2 separate regions of the Ovis aries genome follow, and region 2 is linked to region 1. A link is a contact called in public Hi-C data. All regions are on one chromosome and are shown on one strand. Each heading gives the region's core, a stretch centred on a gene start, on an enhancer-like site or on the middle of the called end of the contact. The rest is flanking DNA. Distances are from core to core; before and after follow the strand shown. Region 1 holds the start of PRIM2 (DNA primase subunit 2). Region 2 holds the start of BAG2 (BAG cochaperone 2).

Evidence for each region. Hi-C and Micro-C count contacts between places; a contact is called where the count stands out from the background.
Region 2: a Hi-C map of skin fibroblasts shows a contact between it and region 1, with 2.6 times the contacts expected there. The contact joins the promoter of BAG2 here to the promoter of PRIM2 in region 1. A contact is called at or near these places in 2 of 16 Hi-C or Micro-C datasets (skin fibroblasts and tail adipose tissue).

The regions. Positions count from the first base shown.
Region 1 is chr20:3,040,398-3,048,054 of ARS-UI_Ramb_v3.0, reverse strand. PRIM2 (DNA primase subunit 2) reads left to right here and starts at 2,973. Exons shown (of 14, transcript XM_042236743.2): 1 at 2,973-3,105; 2 at 3,716-3,878; 3 at 5,784-5,887. The coding sequence starts at 3,725.
Region 2 is chr20:3,195,914-3,202,930 of ARS-UI_Ramb_v3.0, reverse strand. BAG2 (BAG cochaperone 2) reads left to right here and starts at 3,117. Exons shown (of 3, transcript XM_015102638.4): 1 at 3,117-3,381. The coding sequence starts at 3,269. It overlaps LOC121817381 (a long non-coding RNA gene), which reads left to right and starts at 3,384. Exons shown (of 2, transcript XR_006057255.2): 1 at 3,384-4,389; 2 at 4,607-7,017. It overlaps ZNF451 (zinc finger protein 451), which reads left to right. Exons shown (of 14, transcript XM_027959110.3): 14 at 1-1,481.

The sequences.
Region 1 (7,657 bases), core at 1,724-4,223:
AATCTAGAAAAATGGTACAGATGAACCTATCTGCAAAGCCGAAATTGACACAGATGTAGAAAACAAAGGTACAGACACTAAGAGGGGAAGGGAGAGTGGGATGAATTTGGAGATTGGGATTGCCATATATATGCTACTGGGTATAAGATAGATAACCAGTGAGAACGTACTACTGTACAGCACAGGGAAGTCTACTCAATGCTTTATGGTGACAAAGAGGTGATATATGTATATGTATTCACTCTGCTCTACAACAGACAGTAACACAGCCCTGTAGCAAGTAAACCCCAATAATTTTTTTTTTAAGCCTGTGTAATGTCTCACAGGGCTTCCCTGGTGGCTTGGTGGTAAAGAAATATGCCCGCTAATGCAGGTGACACATGTTTGATCCCTGGGTTGGGAAGATCCCTTTGAGAAGGAAATGGAAATCCACTCCATTATCCTTGCCTGGGAAATCCCACGGACAGAGGAGTCTGGTGGGCTCATGGGTTCATGGCATGGTGAAAGAGTTAGACACAACTTAATGACTGAAGTTAATTTCAGGACTTATGGACTTCCCTGGTGGCTCAGACGGTAAAGCGTCTGTCTGTCTATAATGCGGGAGACCTGGGTTCCATCCCTGAGTCGGGAAGATCTGCTGGAGAAGGAAATGGCAATCCACTCCAGTACTATTGCCTGGAAAATCCCATGGATAGAGGAGCCTGGTAGGCTACAGTCCTTGGTGTCGCAAAGAGTCGGACACGACTGAGCGACTTCACTTTCCTTTAATGACTGAACGGTAACAACTGACATATTAGTGAAATTGGTAGTTTTGTGGTTAGCACTGTGGTGCTTGGCTAGTCTCTGAGACTTTGAACCTGGCTCTGCCAGCTACTAAGTGACCTTTGAAGTGACTCAACTTCTCTGTTGTACAATCCGTATCTGTAATGTAGGTTAATAACAGAGACCGCAGCAATGAAATTAAAGGATGCTTGCTTCTTGGAAGGAAAGCTATGACAAACCTAGACAGTGGGTTAAAAAGCAGAGACAACGCTTTTTCAACAAAGGTCTATACGGTCAAAACTATGGTTTTTCCAGTAGTCATGTGCAGATGTGTGAGTTGGACTATAAAGATGGCTGGGCATTGAAGAACTGATGCTTTTGACTTGCGGTGCTGAAGATGGCTTGAGAGTCCCTTGGACTGCAAGGAGATCAACCCTGAATATTAACTGGAAGGACTGATGTTGAATATGGAATACTGCAATACTTTAACCACCTAATGGGAAGAGCTGACTCACTGGAAAAGACCCTGATACTGGGAAAGATTGAAAGCAGAAGGGATGACATAGGTTGAGATGGTTGGATGGCATCATTGACTCAGTGGATATTACTTTGAGCAAACTCTGGAAGATGGTGAAGAACAATGAAGCCTGGTGTGCTGCAGTCCACGGGGTCACAAAGAGTCAGAAGCGACTTAGCAACTGAACAGAACAGAACCTTAAATGGGTTCAGTTCAGTCACTCAGTCGTATCCGACTCTTTGTGACCCCATGGACTGCAGAATACCAGGCCTCTCTGTCCATCACCAGCTCCCGGAGCTTGCTCAAACTCATGTCCATCGAGTCGGTGATGCCACCCAACCTCTGTCGTCCCCTTCTCCTCCCGCCTTCAATCTTTCCCAGCATCAGGGTCTTTTCAAATGAGCCTTTTAAATGGGTTATGGCAATACAATGAACTGACATGTAAGTCCCTCAGAACACGTTCTGGTACAAGGTCAGGGTCAACCCCTGTTTGGCCCAGGCTAGGCAGATGCTCTGAAGCTTGACACTGTTTCAGCTCAGTCTGCATTTCCGAAACCTTGAACGTCTTGACGGCTCCTCCCCTCCTACCTTGACAGGGACTTCTAGAGGCCTCTTTTGTGAGCGAGACCCGCCACCTGGCGGCCTCAGTTCTGAAACGCTGCCGCGCACAGTGGGGGCCGTCGCCTCCCGCGCCTCCCGCGCCTCCCGCGGCCTCGCCGGTCACCGTCCGGCGCCCCGCGGTCTCCTTCCGCAGACGCCGAGCGTTCCTGAGTGCGCACGCGCAAGGCGTGCGTCCCGGCTGGACCGAGGTCCCCCTGCGGACCCTCGCCGCGCACCGAGAGTGCGGAAGGGGCTCGCCGACCAGGAGAAAAGCGGGCTGACCCGCGGTACGCAGGCCGCCTAGCCGCCGCCTCTGTGAGCGGTGAGCCGGGCCTCCCGCTCGCCGGGCTCTCTGAGATTATCACCCAGGGTCCCAGTCTGGAGCCGGTGCTGACCCGGCGCCGACAGCTCAGACCCACGCACACGTAGTGCAGCAGTGAGAGTGACAGTCGCTCCGTCGTGTGCGACTCTTTGCGAACCCACGGACTACACAGGCCATGGGATTCTCCAGGCCAGAACACTGGAGTGAGAAGCTTATCCCTTCTCCGTGGACCTTCTCGACCCAGGGATCGAACCCTAGTATCCTGCATTGCAGGCGGATTCTTTACCAGCTGAGCCACAAGGGAAGCCCAAAATCATCTGGCAGCGGTGGGATTCGAACCCCGACCCCTACAGCCGCTGCTGCCAAGTCGCTTCAGTCATGTCCGACTCTGTGCGACCCTATAGACGGCAGCCCACCAGGCTCCCCCGTCCCTGGGATTCTCCAGGCAAGAACACTGGAGTGGGTTGCCATTTCCTTCTCCAAAGCATGAAAGTGAAGTCGTGTCCGACTCTTAGCGACCCCATGGACTGAAGTCTACCAGGCCCCTCCGTCCATGGGATTCCCCAGGCAAGAGTACTGGAGTGGGGTGCACTGCCTTTTCCAGACCCCTAGAGACTGGATCTTTAATCCAGCGCTTTATCACGGCCACGATACATAGTGCAATACCTACGACAGAAATCCAGAGACCGCCCCACCCAGAGGGCCCCACTGAGCATGCGCAAGCCTGGGCTGGGCGGGCTTGGGGGAGAGGGCGGGCTCCGCGGTCCAGCCATTTCCGCTTCCGGTCCCGTTCGAACTCTCCCGCCACCTGAGGAAAGCTGTTGTCGTGTTTATCTGTGTTTGGTGTAGTTGCAGGTGAGAGGAGCCGCCGGGGTTTGCGAAGAACAGTAACCCTGGGGTTGAGGTGTGCGAGCCTGGAGAATGGGGAGAGCGGCGGGCGCGGGGGGCGCGAGTCCGTCCTGGTTGCTTGTCTAGGCGGAGGCGGGTGCCGGGGCTGACAGACCGCGTTGGCTGAGGGACCGCGGAGGCGGCGTGTCACTCGGCGCCGCTGGACGCTCCGGAGAAGAGCTCCGACGTGCGGCGCCTCGGAGACAGCCGTCAGTTTTCAGGGGTTGTCAGGGAAGAAGCCCACCGAGTCGCGTTCCTAGCCTGAAGCTCCCGCGCTTTCCTCCGAGTTCGGGGTCGCAGCCCTCGGGCAGTCTCAGCCTGACCCTGGAGAGCTCAGAGCCTTCAAGGCGGAGCGCGCAGACGCCTGGAGAACCGCCCGCGTCCCCTGCTGTGGACGTTGCGGGAAGTCACGACCGCTGCCCGCGTCTCCGCAGGGCTCACCTCTCCCCACCGCCTGTGTACCGCGGTTCCAGCGGTGTTGTCGAAGGTCTGGAAGACAGGGACACGACTCAACATGTTGTGCGTGCTCTTCAGAATCAGTTGCCAGGCAGAATGTTTTCCTTTGTGTGTGGAGTTATTTTTTGTTTTTAACTCCATTTCCCACCGTTTTTTGTGCTTGCTTCCAGGGTAACAAGATGGAGTTTTCTGGAGGAAAACGGAGGAAACTGAGGTTGGCAGATGACCAGAGGAATGCTTGCTACCCACATAGCCTTCAGTTTTACTTGCAGCCACCTTCTGGAAACGTATCTTTGACAGAATTTGAAACGTTGGCTATCGATAGAGTTAAATGTGAGTGATTTGAATTTGAATTTTTGTATTCCTGAGAACCTCACTTATACCTTGTAGAGATAAATTAGAGTAATTTATTTCCTTCTTTAATATTTGCTCAGGTTTTTCGTTGAGATTTTGCTGTTCATTCATTTTTTCCATGTACTGTGCATATTTATTGAGTGCCACTTTATTCTAGGCGGTAGGGATTTTGAGCTGAGTAATGAAATTGTCATCTTTGTTGAAGCTGTATTCTAATACATGGAGACAGATGTCCAAAGCAGTAATTATAGTTTAGTATTTTAAGTGCTCTAGTAGAGGTGTTATTGAAACAGATGGGAATGATTGACCTAATCTGATTAAGTGAAACTTCTTAAGAAAAGTTGAAATGTGACCTGGATCTTGAAGCACGAGTAGCAGTTTCTCAATAGAGAGGAAGGGAGCGGTTTTTGCAAGCTGAGCTAATGGTCTGAAGGAAGAGTTGGAAGCACCAGAGAGCGTGAAACACTGGAGGGAAAGGTGGCAAGTTCAGGGTGGGTGGAGAGCTGTGGGTAACCAAGGGTGTTTTGTACCACGCTAATGCTGTGATGGCATCACCGACTCGATGGACGTGAGTTTGAGTGAACTCCGGGAGTTGGTGATGGCCAGGGAGGCCTGGCGCGCTGCGAGGGCGTGCTGTGATTCATGGGGTCGCAAGAGTCGGACACGACTGAGCGACTGAACTGAACTGAATGCTGTGATAAGTGTAAGAAGGATGTAGCGATTTTCTTGAGCCTGCTTGTCTTCTCTGTGTTGGTGGAAGAAAGAAAGAAGTTCGGTGTCAACTGCAACAATAGCACTGCCTGCAGAGTTTATGTTCCAAAGCATATCCTGATGGGGAGATCAGAAGTAGAAGTGAGATACTGTTAGTCATTCTTAGAAGAGCTGGGTGAGAATTGCTAGTACAGAGTACCTGTATTATCTGTTTGCTGAATAAAAGAGTAAAGGGCAGGGAGAATGGGTTCTGGGAAGCTTAGCATGGGTTCTGCGATGCCTCATAGAGGTTAAGTGGTTGAAAAGGGTCCCTTCAGTTTGGCCCTGGAGGTGAGATGGTGAGGCAGGGACAGGAAGGGAGACATGGAAGGGATACCAAGGAGGTGTAAGTGACAGGGTTTGATGACTGCTTGGGTGTGAGGAACAGGGGATCAGGTGAGGAGGGCTGAAGTTCCAGGGTGGCTGATCTCGTGGGTAGAAATGCTGCTGTTAGAGGTGGGTGGCAGGAAGAGGAGCAGGATTGAGGGGCAGAGAATGAGTTTGGTTTGGGAGACCATAATACGGAGTCCCTGCTGGACATGGCCTCAGGATTCATTTCAGAAGTTTTTCATTCTCAAATTAATCTCTCTTTTCTCACCAATGGAAGAAGAATTCATCCGAGGAAGAGTTGACAGGGGCTTCAGGAGCCTTTGGACAGAGCGAAGCATCTAGTCAGAGTGGCTTGTTTGCTGCTTTACTGCTGTGTCTTCTTCTCTGCTTCATCAGGAAGGGGCTGGCTATCTTCCGAAGAGTCTGTGCTGAGTTGGTGAAGCACCCGCCTCACAACCGGCTCAGCACGAGGGCTGGATGCGCACGCTGACACACTTGTGCATCCCTCAGCAGTGATGCTCAGTACATCATGATTGTCCCCATCCCTCTCTCCCTTCCAGTTGAGAATCCCTGGTATGAGGTTATGCTGTGGGATGTGGTTATTTTCTGCATATGGTTGGAGGTTATTCTCTTATAAACATATATAACATGTAATGTGCTTGCAGAAAATGAAGCTTAAGTATTGTTATAAAAAGTAATTATGGAATTGCTATCCATAGATTTGTCTTAGATTTAGTTTTTTAAGATTACCTTGCATTTATACATTTCCCCCCACCTTTCTTCTGTTTTTCAAATTTTTTCTAGTGCTAAAAACAGTTGAGAATCTTGGTGTGAGCTACATGAAGGGAACTGAACAGTATCAGAGTAAGCTGGAGGCTGAGCTTCGGAAGCTCAAATTTTCCTACAGAGTAAGTAAAAGAGGGACAGAGATGTTCCTTCAGTTTGTGTGTGTACTGGTAGTGACCATAGGAAAGGTCTTGTATTATGCACAGGGCTTTAAAAAAACTTCCTGAAGGAACCTACCGACCACGAGGGATGATTGACATACAGTCAAACTCCAGTGCGGCAGGGTGTCTCCACCTTAGGAATGTGAACATGCGGGACCTGATGATTCCATGGTGCATTTAGGGGGCTCACTGGCATCTCTGGCTTCTGGGCTCTGTTTCCAGATATTGCCAGATGTGTCCTGTGCAGTCAAGGTGACAAATGCTGTTATTTGATGTGTTCCAGGAACTCTGTTTTGCTCTCCTGGTGGCTCAGTGGTAAAAAATCTGCCTGCTAACGCAGGAGTTGTGGATTCTCTCCCTGAGTCGGGAAGATCCCCTGGAGATGGAAGTGGCACCCCACTGCAGTATTCTTGCCTGGGAAATCCCATGGACAGAGGAGCCTGGCGGGCTACAGTCCATGGGGTTGCAAAAGAGTGGGTGGGACATGACTTAACAACTAAATAACAACCAGGAACTCCAAAAGTACAGATAATTAGCTCAGGTTGGGGAGGGCTTCCCAGATGAGATAGTGCTGGAACCGAATCTCAATGGATGTGATCTCATTTTTATTTTGAGAAGATGAATATGGGAATACCAATCAGGAGCTTGGAGATGACAAGTAAATTGAATGGAGTGAAGAGGACTGATTGAAGAGATAGTGAGAAGATGGAATCATAAGATTATAGAGATTGAGTACAAGGAGGAGGAACAAGAGTTCTGAGTGATGCTTGGGTTTCTGGTGATGACAGCTGGGTGGATCGTGGGATATACAGGAGAGGAGGCAAGTCTTACTAGAAAGAAGACTGAGTTTAGTTCTCGTTGTAACTCTGAGGTGCTTGTGGAGCTATCTTGAGGGCTGCAGGGTGTGCAGCAGATCTGGGCTTGAAGACAGGTGGTGGAACAGTCGTAGTGTTTGGAGGAGAGAGGTGAGAGATGAATGTGGAATATTTCCTCTTCTAACATGTCCAGCTGAGAAGACCGGGGAGGTAGGTCTGAGTATAGGAAAATCTGAAGGGAGAAGATAACACGTTACAGCATATATTTGAACATATTTATAAGCTGAGCAGAACGATCTGGAAGAGAAGAAAGGGCGATTGTAGATATTTTGGGAGAACTTTGGATTAGTCATGATCCTTAGGAGGCAGGAGCAGGTGGGCTACGGAGTTTCTGTGTGGGATCAGCTGTGTGTAGGAGGAGAGAGAGGTCTGTCAGTAGGGATAGTGGGGAAGGCAGTACCACACGCGGTGGCAGGAGTTTGGGCTGAGGAGCCGGCCTGAGGCCTTTGCTTTCTGTAAAGTAGATGAGGTCTTGTGATGAGAGGAGGGAACGGTGGTGTATTGGGGAGGGCTGGCCACCTAGTGAAGATCAAAACAGCTGTCCTGAGATGGGGGAAGGAATAGTTATGGGGCCAGATCCCAGCTCTGCTGCTTACAGGCTTGTGACCTGGAACAAAGTCAGTTTCCTCATCTTTAAAATAGGGATATAGTGGTGCCCTCCTCATAGGGGCTTTCGAAGGATTATGTGGATTAATGGATTAAAACGCTTATAACAGTGCCTGGTACATTGGGAGTGCTCAGGACATGTTTGCTCTGACTGTGCTGAACTTGAGGAAAGATTCCTTGGTGTTACTTGTTTGACTTAGTATGACTAGAATGCTGGATTTTAGTAGATATGTAAGAAGCAACAAAGGTT
Region 2 (7,017 bases), core at 1,868-4,367, 150 kb before region 1:
GCTCAGTCGTGTCCAACTCTTTGAAACCCCATGAATCGCAGCATGCGAGGCCTCCCTGTCCATCGCCAACTCCCGGAGTTCACTGAAACTCAGGTCCATCGAATCGGTGATGCCATCCAGCCATCTCATCCTCTGTTGCCCCCTTTTCCTCCTGCCCCCAAATCCCTCCCAGTGAGTCAACTCTTCGCATGAGATGGCCAAAATATTGGAGTTTCAGCTTTAGCAGCATTCCTTCCAAGGAACACCCAGGGCTGATCTCCTTTAGAATGGACTGGTTGGATCTCCTTACAGTCCAAGGGACTCTCAGGAGTCTTCTCCAACACCATAGTTTAAAAGCATCAGTTCTTCCGCGCTCAGCTTTCTTCACAGTCCAACTCTCACATCCATACATGACTACTGGAAAAACCACAGCCTTGACTAGATGGACCTTTGTTGGCAAAGTAATGTCTCTGCTTTTTAATATGCTATCTAGGTTGGTCATAACTTTTCTTCTAAGGAGTAAGCGTCTTTTAATTTCATGGCTGCAGTCACCATCTGCAGTGATTTTCGAGCCCCCAAAATAAAAGTCTGACACTGTTTCCACTGTTTCCTCATCTATTTCCCATGAAATGATGGGACCAGATGCCGTGATCTGAATGTTTTCTGAATGTTTCTGAATATTTTCTGAATGTTGAGCTTTTAAGCCAACTTTTCCACTCTCCTCTTTCACTTTCATCAAGAGGCTTTTTAGTTCCTCTTCACTTTCTGCCATAAGGGCGGTGTCATCTGCATATTTGAGGTTAGTGATATTTCTCCCGGCAATCTTGATTCCAGCTTGTGCTTCTTCTAGCCCAGCGTTTCTCATGATGTACTCTGCATATAAGTTAAATAAGCAGGGTGATAATATACAGCCTTGATGTACCCCTTTTCCTATTTGGAACCAGTCTGTTGTCCCATGTCCAGTTCTAACTGATACAGGTTTTTCAAGAAGCAGGTCAGGTGGTCTGGTATTCCCATCTCTTTCAGAATTTTCCACAGTTTATTGTGATCCACACAGTCAAAGGGTTTGGCATAGTCAATAAAGCAGAAATAGATGTTTTTCTGGAACTCTCTTGCTTTTTCGATGATCCAGCAGATGTTGGCAATTTGATCTCTGGTTCCTCTTATAATTATGAAACCAGCTTGCTTCATAATTTGAACGTAATTTAGACACATGGAGGAGAGTGGATGTTACATAAAGTAACGGGGAATATTATCAAGAGTAAATGTTTCTGACAATGATGCTTGCTTGTTTGCTTTTATTTGTCTTTCATTTTACTGATAGGTTTTTTTTTTCTTTTAAAAAGTTTTTATTGTGATGGCTTTTTATACCTGAATAACTGCTTTTGTCAAAGAAATGATGAATGACCGTGTTTATTTTAAAAAGGATATATAGGTAATGTACTGACGGCGTCTGGTTTGTGGTATCATTGACTGTCTTAAATAAAAATTCCTCCCTTAAAGAGTTTGTTTTTGGATGCTTGGTATCCTACCAGCCCAATCCTTTCTTCCGACTCCTGACCATTTGGCCACTCAGACCTCTCCCAAGAACAAGGTGCAAGGACTCTCCTGGACTTACTTGGGCAGGGTAACCAGAAACCCAGTAGCATAGCCTTCAACTGAAAGAGCTTTCTTTTTTTCCATCAATTTTTTTTCTTTTAAATTTCTTTTAAACCATTTATTCTTTCACTCACAAAGTATTTATTGAGTACTTAACATTTGTCAGCGACTATTCTAAGCACTTGAAATACATCAGTGAGCAAAAGGAAGCCCTCACCTCCGCAGTGGGGCACACTTGGGGGGGGTTGCTGAGATGAGGAAGGAAAACAGCCGCCCGAAAGAGCTGAGGAGCGGTGGGGGTGAGGCGGGGGCGGGGCTTGCTCTTCGTACTAGAGTGGTCGGGGTCCTTAGAGAACTTGAGCAAAGGCCTGAAGGTAGGGAGTGAGCTTATCCAGACATGCACAGCAAGGCTAGTGCAGGCAGCAGGCGACGAGAGTCCTCTGAGGCCTCTTCTGAAGGCCTTGGCTTTTACTCATTTCACAAGTGAGCCGCTGAAGGTTTCTGAGGAGTCATTTGCTGTGCCTTATTCTGGATCACTGCAGCTGCTGAGCTGAGCACAGACAGTGGTGCAAACAGCACCAGACCAGATGGGAGGGCAAGGCTGGGATGCTGGCCCAGTGGGGAGTGAAGACGGGCCTGGGTATTCTCTGGAGTTGGAGTCCACTGAGTCTGAGGTGTGAGAGAGTCTAGCACATTCACAAAACGTCTAGGATTCCACGTTTGTCATGATACAATAAAACGTCTAATGAGGCCAGATGACCCCCTACAGCAGTTGTGAATTAGTATTTAAGAGTTCAGAGGAACTGGGATCTAGCCTTAGGGGCCTCATCTCTGTTCAAGTACCTCGACTTTGATCTCAGATTAAAGGTTGGGCTCCAGCCTTGAACTGTTATTATCCCCTTCCCGGTGCCCTGTGCATCCCCTCCGTGTACTGCTGGGCAGAACGCCTAGTGTGCTCTGGCCCCGCCACCCCTCTACTACTCCCTGACCTGCACGGTGGCCGAGCGGCCTCCATGGTCTTCTCATAACAGGAGGTTTATACAAATGGGGTTAGAAACGGCCTTAAATAACAATCATTTCACTCGAATTCCAACCAATAACTTAAACAGAGAAGTCATTACAAATGCTTTCATGCGAGTGGGTGTGAAAACGATGAGGTTCACCTTGACCCCTACACGCAGCTGGACAGGGCGGCTTTTTGTCTTCTGCTCTGTTGGCGTCCAGACTCCAGTTCTCACCTCGGGAAGGTGCCCGGGAACCACGGCTACGCAAAGGACCCCTTCCTCGCGGCGGATGGCCCCGGAGCGGGGAGAGGGCGGGGCTGGTGCGAGCCCGCCCCGGGGCGTGATCGGGGGCGGGGCGCCGCGGGCCAGCCTGGGTGAGGGCGTGGCTCACGCGAGCCCCGCCCCGGCTATGCTTGGGGGCGGGGCCTCCGTGGGGCGGGGCGAGGGCGTGGTTGGCGCGGGCCTCGCCCCGGGGCGTGCTCGGGGCGGGGCCGGGCCTGGCGCCACGCGGAGCCGCCCCGCCGCGCCGCCCCCGAGGCAGCTCGCGCGGTCGGAGTCCGGCCGCCAAGCCCTCGCGCCCTTATCTGGGTGCCCTGGCCCCCGACTTCGGGTTTGCGGGCAGCGCATCCGAGTAGACGGTTGGCGCGTGGGGACGGCGGTGACCTCGGGCCGCCCGCCCGGCGCAGATGGCTCAGGCGAGGATCAGCGCCAAGGCCAACGAGGGCCGCTTCTGTCGCTCCTCGTCCATGGCCGATCGCTCCAGCCGCCTGCTCGAGAGCCTGGACCAGCTGGAGCTCAGGTGCGCGGGGCGGGGGCCGCGCGGGGACGGAGCTGCGGGCGAGGACCGGGGGGCGAGGGCGGAGCGGAGGGCAGCGCGGCGCTGGGTCGGCGCGGCGGCCCCCCACCCTTCGGCGGCCCCGAGCGCCGGGACCGCGCGACCCCGAACAGAGGAGGTAGGGGGGACGTGACTCGAGACGACGGCCGTGCCGCCGCGGAGCTTCCAGAACCTTCCGCGGGGGGCCAGGTGTTTCCGGCCCACTCCCCGCCGCGAGCGGTTTTAGGACCGGGGCCGGTTAGTGGTTTCTGTGCTGAGCGACCGAGCCCTTTGCAAAACGGAAAAATCCGTCTGGCCTCAGGCCCGAGAGCAGCGGACAGGTGTCTCCCCAAGCCGCGCTCGGCCTCACCGGGGCGCCGTCCCACCTTCCCGGCCGCCAGGGCCCGAGCCGCAGCGCTCCCTCCCGGTCGGGGTGTCCCTGCGGTCGGCGTGTCCCCTCCCGGTCGGGGTGTCCACGGCGGTCAGCGCGCAGAGGGAAGCCCTGGCGGCGAGGGTCGGGCTGAGGTCAGCGAGGATGTGACTTTGGAGCAGGGCCCGGGGTCAGGCGCGCAGAGGTTACCACCGGTCAGGAGGAGCTGCTGTCTCCCTTAAAGCTTTTAGTGCTTTTCTGAATTTGAGAAGATTTAGGAATCTGAGTTCCTGAAAACCGGAGAGCCTGTTTTGCCAGTTTTCCCAGAGCACAGAGTGCCTCACCCCGGCTCTTTCCCTGAATTCTTTCCAGGCTGTGCTGCTGTCAGTTTCTATAGAAACCGGTGTGGGGACCCTGCTTAGTGACAAATGTAGTCACCGGCTTGTATAGGATTCCTAAATAATGTGTAAGAAATTTGGGAAATAATCTTTTCTCTAACAGTGAATGAAGACTTCTGTGTACTTCCCATAACTTCTTATTGTCATTGAAGGTCCGGTAAATTGTGTGCAGGTGTAATTACAGGCAGATCTTACCAAGGCGTCCAAAACTCCCTAAAACCACAGGTAATTTTTCCCATAGTTACCAGACTCTGAGTGAGCAAAGGAATACATGTAAGACACAATTTTAAGAAGGGCTGCATATGTGTCTTTATCTCAAAACAGGACAAGGGGTCTGTTTGCCAGTAAAGTACATTAATAACCAAATGAGGCACTTATTATCATTTATTAATATTTATGTTGACTTTCATCATTTATTGTATAGTTCTTTTTATTATTACAGAAAGAAACAATGTCTTCTCAGAAAATGAGACGCTCACCACCACGATTTCACGGAGAGTGACAATGGTCCTTCTCCAGCTGAAGCAGGTGGAACAGGCAGAGCAGTTCCTGTGGACGATTTTATGTAGCAGCGTTAACAAGTGACTGAGCGTCTCTGGTCTCAAGAACTTTGAGGGCATGTTCTCAGCCATTTCAGGGGGGCTCTTCCCTAGTTGGAAAGAAAGGATGTTTTCTTCTCAGCTCGGGCAGGACACAGTTCCTTTCTTGAAGCTGAGTTATTGTTCTAAGACTTGAATTGATGCCTCACATAGGGCAGGTGCTCATCTTTAAAAGGAAGTTTCTTGTTTGAAATATTACGTTCTAGGGCTTCCTTAATGTGAAATGAATTCTGATTACCGTGTACAAGTGGTTAATCACTTGCTGAATTAACCCTTGAGCTGAGACTGATAAATGTGTGTTCAGTTGTTCATTTTAAGGACTTTTCTAGTTTTAGACTGATGAGCTTTGTTTCTTTCTTTTAAAAAAAAGTGATGCTGACAAAATTAAGTCTTTTGGAAGGTTAAGTAAAAAATAGAGAAGTTTATGAAGGCAGATGGGTCATGGAAGAGAGCACTGAGCTGTTAGAAACTAGAATCAGGCCCAGAAGATCAAGTTTAAAAAGAAAACAAGACATTCATGTGTTAACTGTCATTTACTTTCATGTTACGAGTGGCTAATAAAGCAGTGTTGCAGGCACACTGAAAATCACAGACTGTACCAGGAGGTCTGTGTTTACTGTCCCTCTGTTGTGCTAGTCTCAGCAAAAACTTTCTCCGCATGAAATCGAAAATAGAATTATGCTCAGTGCTTCATGACCTGCCATGTGAACTGGTGTCCATGGTGTTTAAAGTTTTTCAAATGTTTGACCGCATCTCACAAATCGCTGAAGAAACTCCAGTTGTTTCTAATGCGTTAGCACGAAACTAGATCTCCTTTTTTGCTTCCTCCTAAAAAGGTGATGTCTCTCTCTACGGGTTTTCGTGACCGTGCAAATGGCCTCTGACTTTTCCATTTGTCAGTGGCTCTGAGCACTTTGCTCACGATTGTTACTAGTTTAGCAGTGATCATATAATTCATAAATGATACCCTCCAACAGGTATCTTAGCTAACCAGCATGACTACAGGTCCTGTGTCTTTGTGGAAATTATGTCACCCTCATTGTCCAGGCGGGAAATTGAGGCTTGAGAAGTTAAAAGAGCTCAGGAGTGGCTGCAGAGCTTAATGCTTTACGCCTGAGTTTTCTGAGTTACTATGTCATATTTCAAAGTGTAGGAATAGTATATGATTTTACTGAAAGAAGTGAAAATTCCACTTAGATCCGGGTTTAGATCAGGGGCTGTTGAATGCCATCTCTGCAGGGTGTGAGTGGCCCTGAAGCTCCGGCTGGTGGTGAAGATGCTTGGCCACGAGGTGTGGAGAGCAGCCCAGGGGACGGATGGGACGGGGAGCTGGCTGCTCACAAGTGTCCGCAGAGCAGCCTCCTGGGCACCGGGCCACCAAGGAACAAGGGAGGGAGCAGGGACCTGGGTCCTTTAGCTGAGTTTCCTGCTGGGCTGACCCGACCCCCGGAGCCAGAAGACAGCACCTCAGTTAATACTGTCAGAGCCTGTAATTTAAAAGGTCACTTCTCATAGACGGTATCATATGAACCTTCCAAAACCCTCCAAGGCAGGAGGACATCCATTGCCTCCTTTAGCAGCAGTAAAGGTCCAGAGGGACTGAGCGGCCGCCTGAGGCCGTCCTGCTCAGGACTAGCTCCTGACCCTGAAGCCTCGGCCCATTTTAACGCCAGTGTCTCAGCAGTGAGTGTTCCTTACTGTCTGGGTGATGATTAGGAGGCTTGTTACTTACAATCCTGAGTTCATAGTGCTGAGTGCATAAGAACACCCGGAAGCTGGTGTTCACGGCCCCAGTTCTGGGCACGTGCTGCATGGGGTGGCCCCTCGGTGACTGCAGGGATTGGCCCAGGGCCCCTGGGTACCAGAAACCAGGGATGCTCCGATTTTTCCTAGAAAATGGTGTAGGAGTCAGCCCTACATATTCATGGTTCTGTATCTCAGTTAACTCATAACTTAGTCCATGCTGTCAGCTGGTGAGTTAACCACGTTGACTTCATTCAGTCACACCTACTGTCTCATGATCCCTGTGTCACAAATGAGGAAACTGAGGCAGAGAGAATGTCAGCAACTGCTCGAGATCACTCAGCTAGGATGCAGCAGCAGAGCTGGTATGAGCAGCGGGCCCGCACCCGGCCTGGGGCGCCTGCTGGGTCTGTCTCCCGGCACCTCGTCCCCCAGTCCCCGGGCTGCCAAGACCAGCCGAGGAGGCACACACTCCAGATTTTGACCTCACGGAACATTCTGAACAGTTCCT